Regions from separate parts of the Mus musculus genome. Here region 1 is linked to region 2. The links are chromatin contacts, called in public promoter capture Hi-C maps. All regions are on one chromosome and are shown on one strand. The core of a region is the stretch at or near the end of the contact, and the rest is flanking DNA. Distances in the headings are between cores, read along the strand shown.

Region 1 (4,908 bases), core at 1,665-4,164, 350 kb before region 2:
GGAAGGGTCCTTGGGAGAAGGAGAGAACAACATAGAACTTGAAGTAGGCAAGAGTTCATTCTTGCTCAGCTCTGTCACCAGCAGGCTGGGAAGTCCTCCCTTTCTGTTGAACCTCAGTTTCCTCTACTGTCAAATGAGGAGGTGGGGGCTCCCGATCAAGTCAAGGCAGGGCAAGTTCTGGAGCTGGCTTTCAACAGGCTGGGGAAGAAATAAAGGCCAGAAGTAAGAAAGTCCAAGTAGTCCAGAAACTCCATCTGAGAAGCCAGGGGAGGAACTGTGGGCTGCAAACCCACATTTGGCTAGGTGAATGTGAAATGGAACATGCTTGGAAAAGAAGGATGGAGGCAAGCTGCAGCCAAAAGTCTTAAGCAGTTCCCCACCCCAACCCCACCTCCCAAGATATCACCATCACACACTATGCAAGGAGTGGAGTTCACATTCCTAGCAGTGAATAGATACCATCTACCTCCTAGGAAAGATTGTATCGTTTTCAATGTTTTCTTGCTAAAAATGTATAGTCTCTACTTAAATGAATTGGAGGCAGCTGCTAAAGCCAGATTAAGGTCCTTCCTATAAATGGTGATGATTTGGGCAGTACAAAAGGGAAGGATGGTGGAACTCAAGGGACATGGAGGCACAAAGACCTGGGTTATCCAAGTCAGGTTGGCTTTCATGATCAATTACCATGTACCACAGCAGTGTGCAAGGCTGTGTGTGTGGAGAGGAAGACAGGGACCTGAGATTCCACACCATTCCTGCAATGCTTCGCTATACTTAAGATACTTAATAATAACTGAGAACATGTCTGCAGGAGACCTAGAAAGGAAAGGCTCCAGAATGTTTAGGTGACATCCTAGGATGGCAGGGATTTTAATCCAACAAGATTGGGTCTACCCAGGAGTCAGAGGCAAAACGTGGATCTTGGGAACAAACACATTTTCTCAGAGAGGAAACCCTTTGCTTCCATCAGAGTCCCATAGGGTTTTAGGACAACCATGGTGAATGAACCACTCTACCAGAGCTATGAAGCACTCTCCCAGAGCTATCTCTTTTGCAGAGAGTGAATGGGAATGGGGCACACCACAGCAAAGTTCCTGGCACACACAGCACCTTTCAGTTTCTGTTGACTCAGCAGAAATGGCCAGCATAAAGGTGAGGGCTTCCAAGAGCACACCTCCCTCCAGAAAACAAGTGCATGACATCAGACCCTTCAAATGGCTATTGATCATCAAATGAGGAGGGGGTGGGTGCCTGAGCACAGGACTCTTACAGACTAGTGTTGCCCATCTGGGCCAGTCATCTGGGGGCAGAGCTAAGAAGAGCTTTTGGAGGGCTGGAGATACTGTCTATTTATCAGATACAGGTAAAGATAAAGAAAAGAAACTACCTGAAGAAGTTGTTCTATAAAAGAAGCAAATTCCAAAAACGGTGTCATGGCTCAGGCCTGTAATTCCAGCACCAGGAAGGCTGACGTGGGAGGATTATGAATTGAGGCCACTGTCTCTTCACCCAGATCCTGGGAGGTGGGGAGCAAAGTCCCCCTGCAGAAACAATCTCAGCTTTGCTGCGCTCTTACTGGGTTTAAGGAAAGTATCACTATCTGGGCTTCCTTCCTTTCCCTTCATCTAGTTCATTATTTATCATACGCCCATCCTCCACCAAAATACCACCCACTCAATTATCTGTCTACTGTCCATCTATCACGCACTCATTATCCATCTACTACCCATTTATCATCCATCCACCCACTCATCCATTCATCTGTCCATCCGTCCATCACCTATCCAGAATATGAGAGTCCATAATGAGCTAGGCACTAGGCTCAGAACTAGAAGTGAAATGAATCATATGGAAGGTGTCTACTCTCCAGAACCAGGTACGAGCTGTGTGCGTGTCCGTGTGTGCATGTGTGTGTGGGCTTATTGAAATTGCCTACTATTAATGAGTTGAGGTTAATCTGTGCCTTTAAATCCAGTAGTACCTTTTTATTTTTATTTTTATTTTTATATTTTTATTTATTTATTTATTTATTTATTTTTGAAATTGGGTGCACCAAAGTTTGGTGCATGAACCTTTAGGATCATATGCTATGTATGCGTTTATTTAGGACCCTCTATCTCTGTTGAAGCTTCCCTGCACAGGACTAGAACCAGGGAATCCCAGCAGACAGAAGGTTCACCCTTACCTATGTCTGCACATTACATCCACCACACCCTCCTGGAGACCACAGAAGGCTTAGGGTTGGCAGCCTGGGCTGAGTTTGTCAGGCAACAACCTCCAGATGGTCTCTGTCCTCTCAATTTCCAGACTCCAACTGGGAGATCACTATCCGACCACTGGTGGGAAGAAGGCCCAACTATGGCATAGCCATAATTGCTCAGACTGGCCAGAGCCTGCAGGTCATGGGGCATCACCTCCCTTGGGAGTGTCACTCTCCTGTCACGCTGAGGAAAGACAAACCATCTATCTATCCCATTCCCATCCCGATGTCTGAAAGTGCTTCCATAACACATTCAGTGGGTGGGCATCCCTTCCCCCACCCGTGTTCAGCACAGCAGGCAGAGGGCAGACGAGAGAACCGAGCAGCCCCAGCTGGTAGCTTGCAGCCCAGGCCCCGCCCTGGCGCCTCCCCTCCAAGGCTGCCCACCGTCCCTCCTTCCCCAGGCCCTTTTCCTGGCCTCGAGGAGCCGGGCGGCCCGGAGGGGGTGTCGCGGTGGCATTTGGTAATCACACGGAGGCACAAAAGGCCCCGGAGCCACCTGAGAGCGGAATGCGCCGGTGCCCCACCGTGGCCGCGGCCCCTGACACCGCCCGGGCCCGCGCGGCCGGGCGCCTGGCTGACCTGCTGGGGCTGATGAATCCGGCTTTGTGCGACACTGTCACGCCGCGTTAGCCCCACAATGGCCAGCGATATTTTATATGAATTTCCCCCTGGCCGGTGATTAGGCGATCGCCGGCCAGTCATAGCAACCTGGAAGTATGCGCTGCCCGCCGCGCCGTCGGGCGCGAGGGGAAATCCTCTTTCAGACGCTTTAATTCAACACCCCGAAGGGCGTGTGAATCGCCAACAGCATTTTCACTTTTCCCTTGTGCTTAATCTTGTCGTCCTCGCAGGGACATTGTGCTCAGAGCCGAGCGCAGTGGGATATCGGCCGGGGTCCCCCCTCCCACAGCGGAGAGTTAATGATATACCGGAGAGGCCCCCGGAGCCAGGGGAGCCCCCCCACCCCCAACGCATCGTAAATGGTAACACTTTCGGATGGGGGGGTCAGGGGTCGCAACCTGGATTTGGGGACTCTGCTTCCCTAAAAAGCTGCCCTTTCTGTCCCTCCGGAACCCCTAAGCTCCGGCTGTCTTGCAGGCTAGTCTCATTGGAGTCGATCCTTCCATAGGCTGAGCACACAGAGAGGTGGAGGACCACCCCCTGAGGAGCCACGAAGCTGAGGCCAGTCATCAGGAAGGGGTTTTGCCTGGGGGAGGGGAAGAGGCCAAGCTGTTGTTCCCTGCCCAGAAGCCAAGTAGGGCTTGGGGTGAGTTCAGCAGATACTGAGAGTCTGATGTTCAAAAGCAACCAACTCTGCTAATAGTTGTGGCAGAGGTTTGGGGGACCCAACAAAGTCCAGCCACTATGGGTTGAGGGTATGGCTGGCCTGGAGGTATGTCACAGGCTGGAGGAAGGGACCACACCCAACACGAGGTAAGATGCTCTGGCTGGAGACACTGTCCAGGCCAGCAAGGCCCAAATGAAGACTTCGCAGTGAATAAAGGTTGCCTGTACAAGCAGTGAGCCCCCAGGAGTCCTTAGGGACTTGGGGAGACCACCCCCAAGTGGGGTGGAGTGTTGCAAGGTGGGTAGAAGATGCTCCTCCCTCATAGGGAAGCCAGCTAGGAGCTTCTGAGGACTCCAGGCACAGCCACCCCCGTACACAGGCAGGTAGAGACCCTAGTTTCCACGGCTGTGGGCTTCAGACCATGTGCCTTTATGTCTTACATGCAAATGTCACACACAGCCAAAAGAAAGCTGTCCCCTCACAAGGACACATAGTGTTTAATAACCTGCTTCCTGGACTCTGCCCCCACCCCCCAATCCTGTGAGCCTCCCACTTGTCCCCTTCCAGCCTGACCAGCTGTTTTATTGACCTTCGTCCTGTGACCCCTACCTCTGGCCCAGGCTGGCCCTGCAACCACCCCACCCATTTCATCTTGCCAGAGGTCAATACAGGGGAGTCACCTAGTACCTGCCTCCAAGTGTCTGAGGCTTGCCTCAAGGGATATAAACGGTTCACAATCATCCTGTACTCAAAATTCTTCAAATGCTTTCTGATCCCGAGTAGGTAGGTAGGTCGCTCCCTGCTACTTTTGGGTGCAAGAGCAGAGCCCTCTAGGACCTCGTTCTGCATTCAAGGGCTAGAGCTTCCTCACGCTCAGGTTAGCATCCTGAGTTTTAGGCTGACACAGGGCAGATGGTTTTGGGATTAGATATGAGCAAACACTTGCCTTGTATACACACAGGCACCCATTCACACATGCATGCTCAATGCATATACATATGCACACACGCCTGTACCGTGTACATGGTCACACCCACACAGAGACAGACACCTGAGCACACATGTACGAGCATTTGTGTGTAGCTACCATTCACACATCTATACATATATAATCAATACCTGTGAGTACATACACAGGTGCACAAATGTATATGTGCACTGACACGTGCACACATCTCCACATATCCATACACAGCACATGCAGTCATATACTTACACACATACCCACGTAAGGCACATCCACACAAATGCACACTGAAATATGCCCATGCATGACACACATTCGGACAGACATATTCACTAACATGGGCACAAACACATTCATATTCACAAGTGCGCAGGCCCACGTAAGACATTC
Region 2 (4,484 bases), core at 1,600-4,099:
AGTATTTTTAAGGACAGGACAAACTAAATCCCATGACCTTGCAACTCAAAGAAAAACAAGAAAAAGAAAGAGAGAGAGAGAAAGAGAGAGGAAGGAAGAGAAGAGAAGAGAAGAGAAGAGAAGAGAAGAGAAGAGAAGAGAAGAGAAGAGAAGAGAAGAGTGGCCAGCCAATCCATTAGAGACAAACAATTAGTACTCTTAGGAGACATTATTTCTCCTCTCATTTCTGAATTTGGTTCATTTCTGAATTAGGTCCATTTTAAGAGATGCATCTTAAATGAACTCACTGTTCAGACTAATTGCCTTTCCCTATACCCAGTACAAGAAAAATCTCCTGAGAGTTGTTTCTCCAAGTTATTCCTTCCAACTCCTGGGAATGGGGGCGGGGGGAACGCAGGGAATTCAGTATTATAAATAACTTATCTTAGGAAGAACTCTCTAGGAGCTGCCTGACTTCCTAATGAGCCTGAACCCTTTAAAAGTCTCCTCCATTCACTATGGGGAAGAAATGCTTGGGTGGGAACAGGGAGTCTTTGTCACCCCCTTTCTAGGGAGTAAGTGTGGGGTGACAGTTTCTGTACTGGGGTAGGTTGCCCGGTTCAGTAAACACAATGTGTTCACCATGTCCTAAATAGCTGAACACTTACTTCCAGGACAGGCTTTCAAAGAAAAACAATGTTTCTCTTTCTCCTTACTTTTGCATTTTACCTGGTAAGTGAGAGTAAACACCAAGCCAAGGTTTGACCGTTCTTGTGTTTAGTCCCCAGATATCTGCTGTGTAACTATGTTACAGTTTCCAATCAGCAGAGAATCATTTTTGTTTTTGTTTTTCTCTTCGGACAACCCTCTTTGATTTTGCCATCCACAAAGCTACTGCTATGGTTTAACTATGCTCCTCCAAAGTTCATGTGTTGCACCCTGACTCCCCTGGGCAGCAGTGTTGAGTGGGAGCAGGTTCTGTTAAAGGTGTTGGGTCTCAAAGTCTCTTCCAGAGTGAATGCTGCTATAACCACAGGACTGGGTAAGTTATCACATAGGTGAGTTCCAAATAAAACAATGACCCTGACCTCTCTCTCTTCTGTCTTTCTACTATGGAATGGTAAAACGAAAAGGCACTCACCAAATGTATCCCCATGACCCCGAGCTTCCCAAACTGGAGATAAGTGTAAATCAAACACATTTCTGTTTGTTACAGATCATCCCTTCTCCCGTATTTTGTGCAGCAGTGTGGAATGGGCCATAAAAATGTCCCCAGCTTTTCCTGAACACTTATGATTGTACACCTCTCAGCTTATAGTATATACTGCTACAAACATTATTAGAATATTTGGGTTTGCTACTGGCAATGAATTAAGCCCATTAGTTTGTTTATACTTCAAGCATTCCGAGAGTCTGTATCAGACAACTTGTGAATTGTTAGGAAGATCTGTTTTCAATGATTTTGCGGTTGGGATTTCACCAGATAACCATGAATCAAGGTATTTCTTTGGACAAGAAAATAACCTCTAGCCTTCAATTAAAGAATGTGGTCAAGGGAACTCACCCTTTGCCATTGTCTTTTTGTATCTTGGAGCATGTGATATTTATTTTCTACTTCTTCTATTTTTCATTCATTGTATTACTGGATTCCCTTTTTTAAACTGGAAGCAAAGCGTGGTTTAAAGTGTAGCCATGAGACAAGTAACAGGCTGTTGACTTGTGGCATGCGGGGTATGAGGGAGGACAGCTGCCAGCTTCTGTTGCCCAAGAACATGGCTGCGACTTTTCTTAAGAGAAAGGCCAAGCACAGAGAACCATGTGCGGGAAGATTTCAGCCTTTAGCAATCATTTTTCTTCTCTTGGGAAAAATGCCCTGACTCCCCTTTCATCTGAGGGCCTCACCTGGCTGCAACATCTCAATCCTGGACTCGGTCTCTTCATGCATCTCTCAGAGATGCAGGTCATTCTGAGGAGAGGTCTTTGCAGCAAACAGGGCTTGGGTATTCCTAAGCATCCTCCTGACAGGTGAATTCCTCCTTGCAGACCAGCATCTTAGAACGCTGGGGCTTCAGGAAGCTTGAAAATCAACATGTCTCATATTTGTGAGACATTTTGCTCTTTTTTTTTTTTCCTTCCTGTGTGCCATAATTTTCAGAAAAACTCCACACAATGAAAGCTACTTTGGGTCTCTTAGGCAATGTCACTTGAATCACTAGGTCACAAGGTGAGACCAAATCTTTAGCTTTTCAGAAGTCAGAACATTTAGGACCATGGGCTCTTAGTTTCCTGGAAGCATAGTTAGTCACTGTGAGTAACTTGAATGCCAACGTGTGCCTCATTCCCTTTCCACCTGTAACTCGTGGCACAAGATCATAAGAACAATAGCCTAGGTTTTTATGCAACTGATCTTTGATGACTGAAACATGGACATGGGGTGAGGAAATGGGAGATCCAAGCAAACTTCTTGAAACAATTTCACAAAAATGAAAAGGTGATTGTATCAAGTTTTTGAAAATCACTGCAATGTTAGAAGACTCTGGGAAAGTGACTTTTTAAAATGTTACTTTATTTCTAAAAATATCAATAGGTGCTCCATTTTTAAACTAAAAAAAAAAGATTTGAACATTTATCCGTTTACCTTAATTAAATGGATTAGAGTGCTCTTTGGGGGATAGTTTGAGCTTCCTTCCATGGTAGACAAATATCTTCTCCTGGTACCTCACCTGACAGGCAAGCATTAAACAAGTCGCTACAGTTAAAATATTGATGATGTGGTGAAATACGTCCCTGCTGGGGGACCGTTTGTGTCCAGATCATCTTGGCTTTTTCCTAATGCTTGTGTGTCATGCTTTCTGAACAGGTCACAGCTGATGGAGAAGAACAATGAGAGCTCTGGGGAGTTTATTCTCCTGGGCTTCTCTGACCAGCCCCGGCTGGAGATGGTCCTCTTTGTTGTCTGTACGGTCTTTTATTTTCTAGCTGTCACAGGCAACTCAGCCATCATCTTCCTCTCCCTCATGGACCTCCGGCTACACACACCCATGTACTTCTTCCTCAGCAACCTGTCCCTTCTTGACCTCTGTTACAGCACCAGTAGCATCCCCCAGTTCCAGATTAACCTCTGGGGCCCACGGAAGACCATCAGCTTCGTAGGATGTGCTGTTCAGCTCTTTGCCTTCCTGTCCGTGGGGGGCATCGAGTGCATTCTCCTGTCAGTTATGGCCTACGACCGCTTTGTAGCTGTCTGCAAGCCACTGCATTACCTGACCATCATGCACCCACAGCTGTGCCTGAAGCTGGCAGCCTTTGCCTGGCTCGGTGGCACAGCCAGCTCGACACTGATGTCCCCACTGACCATGTCTCTGGGGCGGTGTGGTCATCGCCGTATCAACCACTTTGTGTGCGAGATGCCGGCTATCATCCACATCTCCTGTGTGGACACAAGCTGGATAGAAGGCCTAATTTTCATCCTGGCCATCCCTATTGTTCTTGTGCCTCTCATTATGATCCTGGTCTCCTACGGCTACATTGCTGCCGCCGTCCTGAGGATCAAGTCTACAGCTAGTCGGCGCAAGGCCTTCAACACCTGCTCGTCACACATGGCGGTGGTGTCTCTTTTCTACAGTAGCATCATCTACATGTACATGCAGCCTGGCAATTTGGCAAGCCAGGACCAGGGCAAGTTTCTAACTCTGTTCTACTGCCTGGTGACCCCCACGCTAAACCCTTTCATCTACTCTCTGAGAAACAAAGACATGAAGGCGGCCATGTTGAAGGTTCTGGGAAAAGATAGAAACCTGCTCGACCCGCAGGGCACTGACAGGACCTGGAACTCACCTCACTTGTCCATGTGTTTCGGACCCATAGTGAATCATAGTGACAATAAGCCAAAGGTGGCAACGATGTGGTGTCTTGTATCCCATAGGTCCCAGATCAGTGATGTATATTACTGTCTGCAGGGAAGGGCCTCCATTTTATTCAAGGAGATAGGACTTCTTACAAAAAAAAACCCCAGCAAACTGACAGAAAAAGACCTGTGGCTTCCTTTTTTGCACAGAGTGGAGGAAATGATTTATTTACAGCTAACCTGTGATGCTGTTCAGACACAAGAGGAAGGAGGCACCGTCTGACAGAATGTGTGCGCATGTGCCTGTGTGTCAGAGAAGTAATGGGAACACTTGCTCTCTCCCATAGAAAGCTGTCTCAGTTTTCCAGCTCTATTGCTCCACCCTGTGGAGCAAACATTCCCATGTCCTCTGATGGTCACCAGCCAACCCTCCTCCCTGTCCCCGCACAAACGGACTTAACTGTTTAACTAAAAGCATTGCTTATTTTAAACTTCAGGTCATGGCCCATGTATAGGTCACAAAGTGAGTTTAGTGAATGTAGCAAGCATTTCAAAAGTAGCACAAAACAGAACAGATTGGTCTATGGAAACATGAGTCAGCTGTGTGTTTTGATTTGACAAATGTGTTTTGGTTTTTGGGTTTTTGTTTTTTTTTTCT

What was found. Promoter capture Hi-C pulls out the DNA fragments that hold promoters and counts their contacts.
Region 1: a contact with region 2 is called in a promoter capture Hi-C map of hippocampal neurons, with 2.1 times the contacts expected there. The contact joins the enhancer-like site here to the promoter of Olfr225 in region 2. A contact is called at or near these places in 5 of 39 promoter capture datasets (the C10 cell line, hippocampal neurons, liver and 1 more) and 1 of 9 other capture datasets (macrophages).

What each region holds. Positions count from the first base shown.
Region 1 is chr11:59,261,382-59,266,289 of GRCm38.p6, forward strand. All of the region lies in intron 2 of Wnt3a (wingless-type MMTV integration site family, member 3A), which reads right to left. Among named protein-coding and RNA genes, the nearest start is that of Wnt3a, 27 kb to the right of the region's middle. Within about 2 kb of position 2,915, at least 57 of the 459 cell types and tissues checked have an H3K27ac peak or open chromatin away from gene starts, as enhancers often do. A contact at or near this core is called in hippocampal neurons, where this site is marked.
Region 2 is chr11:59,610,117-59,614,600 of GRCm38.p6, forward strand. It overlaps Olfr225 (olfactory receptor 225), which reads left to right and starts at 2,850. Exons shown (of 1, transcript NM_001011740.2): 1 at 2,850-4,109. The coding sequence starts at 2,850. The coding sequence ends at 4,109.